Linked DNA regions of Sus scrofa: region 2 is linked to region 1. The links are chromatin contacts, called in public HiChIP or PLAC-seq maps. All regions are on one chromosome and are shown on one strand. Each heading gives the region's core, a stretch centred on a gene start, on an enhancer-like site or on the middle of the called end of the contact. The rest is flanking DNA. Distances are from core to core; before and after follow the strand shown. Region 1 overlaps PIK3R1 (phosphatidylinositol 3-kinase regulatory subunit alpha). Region 2 overlaps LOC102159645 (a long non-coding RNA gene).

Region 1 (2,713 bases), core at 61-2,560:
AAGTTGCTTTAATGCATTGTATTAGGTCTTCAAACAGAATAAAGGTTGTTTTGAAACTTAAGTTATGGTTTGAAATTTCAGTGACCACCTAAGAAATAATTTTTTTTGGCTCTCTTGCTCTTTTGGTTAGTCGATGTTAATAAATGTTGCTGCTGTTTCTCTCATCTCCCACCCACCCTCTTTCACTGCCATCACATTATATCATTTTCCTCAAGTGAGAAAAAGACTAAGAGTGGTCACACAAATGATGGCTTGGTATCATTTACATCATTTCATTATATCCTTAATGATGAAAAGACATTGCTCTAGGTGATGTCATTTCAAGGCATGTTCTGGCTCTAAGAAAACATAATGTCCATTGTCCCTGAGTCCTTCCTCTTCACCATCCATCCCCAAACCATCTCCAAACTATGGTTTTCAAATGTATCTGGCTTTTTCTCTCTGTTCTACAGTCTGCATATTTGAAGAGCCACAGGGCAGGGATACCTGAAGGCACTGAGCAGTCTGCAGAGGTGTGACATGGGCCTCTCGACAGGGAACAAAGATCCACTCCAAATTCTAGCTTCTCACTGTAGCATCGAGTCCATCTATACGAACCATTCCTTATCTGAAACAACTCTCCCATTTGTTCTGATTGCCGAATGAATTTATGAGGAGGCCACTGTGCATGTACTTGGCACTCACTCAACACCGGGGCACCGTGAGGGTCCTAGACATGAAGGCATGGTCTAGTGATGGACGGGGGAGGGGCAGCCAAGTAATTACAGTCATGGCAACATGGCAGTTCCTCTAGAGATCCATTTCCAGCTTTTCCCCTGCCCTGCTCTGTATCACAGAGGCCTCTAGCCCTATGGCTTCTAGGTAGTGTGTCTGCCCTGCAGCTCCAGCTCCTGCCAGACAGACCCACTCTTTGGGGTCTGAGCAGCCATTATGCTCCCTCTCTCAGTAGCAGCCTTTGGTTTCTGAGCTCTGTCATCAGTGCTTTCCCCCACCTTCGCTCTGGCCCAAAGGGTGGTAGCAGCCTTCTGCTGTTACTAAACTTCTCTCTCTCACCACTCCCAGTCTGGCTTCTGAGCCCTTCCATCACTCAGGAAACTGATCCTCTTTACTCAAGCCTTTAAGAGCCAGAGTCATTTCCTTTCTCCTGACTGGTTCTGATTGATAGACCAAGTGATGAAATCCATTCAACTCCTTGTATGTGTTATCTGATTTAATCCTTCCACAACTATGAGTTAGAAGACAATATCCCCATTCTACAGATGTAGAAACTGAAACATTGAGGGTAAATGACTTACTGAGATCATCAGCAATTAGAGCACAGAGGAGAGCACATGGGCAGTCTGACTCAAGCCACAGCTTTTCACCCCTAAGCTAATGCTGGAAAAGGCACTAGAAAGTTCAAAGAAAAGTTCACTTCCTCCTGGGAAATCTAACCACACCATTCAATTGGTAGACAGGGCACCAGTGGCACATGACAAATGGCACAAGTGACATGGGTTTGCTTTAGACCACTGGTTCTCTTAAGGGTGGTGCCCAGGCTAACCTCATCAACATGAGGACCACTTGTAAACCTAGACCGGCCTATTCAAGAGCCCCACCCCTGACCTACTAACTCAAAGTAAGACCCAGAAATCTCTTCCAACATGTTCTCTGGTTGATTTTAATGCACATTAAAGTTTGAGAATCACTACTTCAGACTGCCAGATTGTTAGAAAGGTACTTCTAGTATTTTGATGAAAAGCCACTGCCATTAATCAAAGATAATATACTTTACCTTATAATTTATGCTCATAATAGAAGCAATATATAGCAAAGATAATAGACCTATTTATAGCTTAGGAGGCTGAAATGGGTCTTAGTCCTTTCTTTAACCAGCTGTGGGAATTTGGCCCACTCCATTTACCTGTCTAGGCCTCCAACTCTACCTGTGAAATAAGGCTAGACATCTAGATAGTCTACAGGACTCCTACTAGTACATATGGTGTGACCTGGTATAGTGAATTAGAGGTTCAGTCCCCTAGTTCTCCACTTATAATTTGGCCAAAATTAAAACCCACAATAGGACTTGTGGCTATAGACACTGCAGTTGTAATACCGGCTTTTTGTCAGTGACAATGGCCAAGAAAGGGTTAGCAAAATTGGAGTCCACTTATCTTGCTGATGTCTTAAAGCTTCATTTCAGGGGAATGAAAATGGGAAGCCAAGTTCTTGATAATGTGATGAGGAGTACAACTGGAAATGACACTTTGTCCATCTATCTAAAGCACAAGGCACTGAGTCAGAGAACTTGGCCTACCAAATCCTCTGGGACATGGTGGGAGTTAGGTAAGCATAGTACATTAAGACTTGATACTGTGTCAACTCAAAGGGATTTTTTTTTCTTTTTCTGAACTTGTCCCTTAAAAAAATCTGTCTAAACATAAGAATCCTCTAAAGATGTAACTGTAAGACCTGAAACCATGAAAATCCTAGAATAAAACATAATAGGTAAAAAGCTCTTTGATGCGGGTCTTGGCTATGATTTTTTGGAACTGACACTAGAAGCACCAGGAACAAGATCAAAAATAAACAGGAGGGGCTGCATCAAACTAAGAAGCTTCTGCACAACAAAATAAATGCTCTACAAAATGAAAAGACAATCAACAGAATGGGAAACAAATATCTGAAAACCACATATCTGATAAGGGGGTTTATATCTAAAACATTAAAAAAC
Region 2 (2,713 bases), core at 138-2,637, 140 kb after region 1:
TGGGATGCTGTGTGCATTTGCAGCTTGAAGAGGAATTTCTCATCCCTCTCCTGTTTTCTTTCTGCACGCCTACTGGTACCCTACAGAACCACCTGCAACCTCTTCCTGGATCCTCCTCTGTGTTGCCCCCAAAGCTTTTTTGTCCTTTTTGGTTTTATTTCTTAGGATCTGAAAATGCTCTATCCAAAGATATTAATTTTTGTTTCTTTTTTGTCATGCTCATGTTTTTGGTTTGTTTGTTTTGTTTTTGTTTTTTTTTTGTCACATAGGGAAAATGAGGAAGCTAACTGCTCTGTCTCTCTCTGTCTCTCTCTCTCTGTAAGGAACTCAGTCAGTGCAAGACCAACATGGAACTCAACTGACTCAACTGGACAACTGACCTCAAGACCTATGATCTGTCTCTAAGATTATCCAGCCTATAAAGAGCACCAGAACTTTCCTGAGATCCCTGCCAGCTGGGCATAAATCAAGATTTAGCATACAAGAGGTGGGCTCTTATCAGATTTCATAGAATAATTAACAAATTGAAGGCATCTCCCCTGCCTGCTTTCAAATATCCACCTGGAAAAAAAATATCTATTCTTACCCTGAGCCACAGAGGTTAATGCTTAAAGACTGCTCCTGTGTGCACTTCACCTGCTGGCAACATAACCTTGAGCTCAGGGCTTCATCTTCTTGCCCCTCAGTTTACTCATCTGTAAAATGGAGACAGGAATTGTATCTGTGGCAGGTACACTGTCTGGCAATAGTAAATATTACCATCCTGCCACAGAGAAGAAGCTTCCAATTTCTCAATAGCTCAATATTTAGGTTTATATAAATAAGCATAATGCCTTCTCTACTGTGCATTTCTGTCCAAGCATCTCACATCACTGGTTCTCCCCTCAAGGTCCTGTTCCTGGTGGTCTTCTCCCCATCCCTCGTCCCCTCCCAGGTTGAACTCTCCACGTGCTTCTGTCCAAAAAGATCTCTCCTGCCCCCTCTCTAGCTCATTTTTGCTTTTCACTTTACTGCGCCCTTCTCTAAATATCATGTGGAACTCCAGAGCGGTTTCTTTTGAGCTACCTAAAAAGGCAGGCATACTGCTAGGCACATGCTGGAGACACACAGTGGATGCTGGTGGGAGGGTGCGTCATGCCTGGCCTAATGAGACCTTTCTTAGAAACTTTCCGACGTGAGCACAAATCAGCTTGTGATCACCCAAGTGGAACCTCAGGCTGCGCAGTGAGATTTGCAGATCCCAAGCACAGGACTGTGAAATCCGGGAAGGGAGCGTGCTCTGCGTGCCCAGGCATTCCAATAATAGTTGCAGCTGAGGAGGACGGCACTGTGACTCACGTCCCAGGGCGCACGTACCCCGGCAGCGACGTGGGCGGGGACACTCACCCCAGCGTGGAGGGGGATTTACCTGGGGAGGCCGGACAGGGCGACTGCAGACACTGACTCGGGAGGGAGCAGGGGGCACTAGGGCAGCCGCGCTGACTCACACAGGAAAGCTAGAGGGCAACGACCAAATTTGAAAGAGCAAGTCGCCTCCGTCAGAGAAGATCTCAGAGAAACAGGAAGCATGATCAGCTGGTACCAAGCTCAGAGCAAGAAATTCAGCTGTCCTCCTGCCTTTGTTCTCGCTGAAATGTATCAAGATGAGCTTCTGCTATTCTGCGAAGGGAGACGCAGCATCCCCATTCCGCGTGGACACAGCAGGCATCTGCAAAGCCTGCCAGGAGAATCCTGGGTCAAGCTCATTACCTCCCTCACGTGGAATCACTATAGCTAATAGGATCAGTCTCAGTTTTATGGGCTGTAATGAGCTGAAGTGTGGCCAGTGAGGGGGTACTCTGCCCACCAAAATGAGAGCCAGGGTACCAGCCAGAATCAGTCCAGAGGAAAGGGGGTATTTTCTAATGTGTCTACCCAAAGGAGGACAGCTTTATTTGTAATTCACATAAAGACAGCCTACTTGCTAGCAGTGGCCCTGTTTACTGAGCACCGACTCAACACAGCCTATGCCCAACTGTGTATGGATTGGGAGTTCGGGATTAGCAGAAGCAAACTATTATATATGGGATAAACAGCAAGGTCCTACCATCCAGCACAGGGAACTATATTCAATACCCTAGGATAAACCATAATGGAAAAGAAAAAAATACATATGCACGACTGAGTCACTTTGCTGTACAGCAGAAATTAACACAACCTTGTAAATCAACTATACCTCAATTGCATTTTTAAAAAAACTTGGTACACACTGTCACATGTAATTCTTACAGGAATTCTAAGAGGCCAATTCTTTCAGTATCCTTTTTTGTGGATGTTCTGTCCTCAGAGAGATAGAACTATCTGCCTAATACCACACAGCTTTCTCTGTCATATTTGGACTTTGACACAGGCCCCGCTCCCTCCCAATATGATTTTATTTTGTGCTAAATGACAAGGATAGTGATTTAAGTCTTGAGTCATTGAGATGTCTTTTTGTAGCCTGTGTTCTCAGGGGTGTCTTGGTCAGCCTGCTGTACCTACAGGGTGAACTGGAAACGGCAGAGGATTAAGGAATCCTTGGAGAGATTGTCTCCATTCTTCCAGGGCCAGGCTGCCCCAGGGCCCACCCATGGGTAGGATGAGACCGAAATGTCCTTGGCTGAGTAGCTGGTCTGGGTGGGAGGTCCCTGGCAACATAGGGCAAGGGGCCCTCTTGATGAATGTAGCCTTGCCA

What was found. HiChIP or PLAC-seq counts read pairs in DNA pulled down with a chosen protein or histone mark.
Region 2: an H3K27ac HiChIP or PLAC-seq map of alveolar macrophages shows a contact between it and region 1. The contact joins two enhancer-like sites. A contact is called at or near these places in 5 of 47 Hi-C or Micro-C datasets (liver and skeletal muscle) and 2 of 2 datasets of contacts at active chromatin or transcription factors (alveolar macrophages and skeletal muscle).

The regions. Positions count from the first base shown.
Region 1 is chr16:46,523,566-46,526,278 of Sscrofa11.1, forward strand. It overlaps PIK3R1 (phosphatidylinositol 3-kinase regulatory subunit alpha), which reads left to right. Exons shown (of 16, transcript XM_021076847.1): 16 at 1-61. Among named protein-coding and RNA genes, the nearest start is that of PIK3R1, 90 kb to the left of the region's middle. Within about 2 kb of position 1,311, at least 2 of the 83 cell types and tissues checked have an H3K27ac peak or open chromatin away from gene starts, as enhancers often do. A contact at or near this core is called in alveolar macrophages, where this site is marked.
Region 2 is chr16:46,664,169-46,666,881 of Sscrofa11.1, forward strand. The region is part of intron 4 of LOC102159645 (a long non-coding RNA gene); the gene reads right to left. Among named protein-coding and RNA genes, the nearest start is that of PIK3R1, 230 kb to the left of the region's middle. Within about 2 kb of position 1,388, at least 48 of the 83 cell types and tissues checked have an H3K27ac peak or open chromatin away from gene starts, as enhancers often do. A contact at or near this core is called in alveolar macrophages, where this site is marked.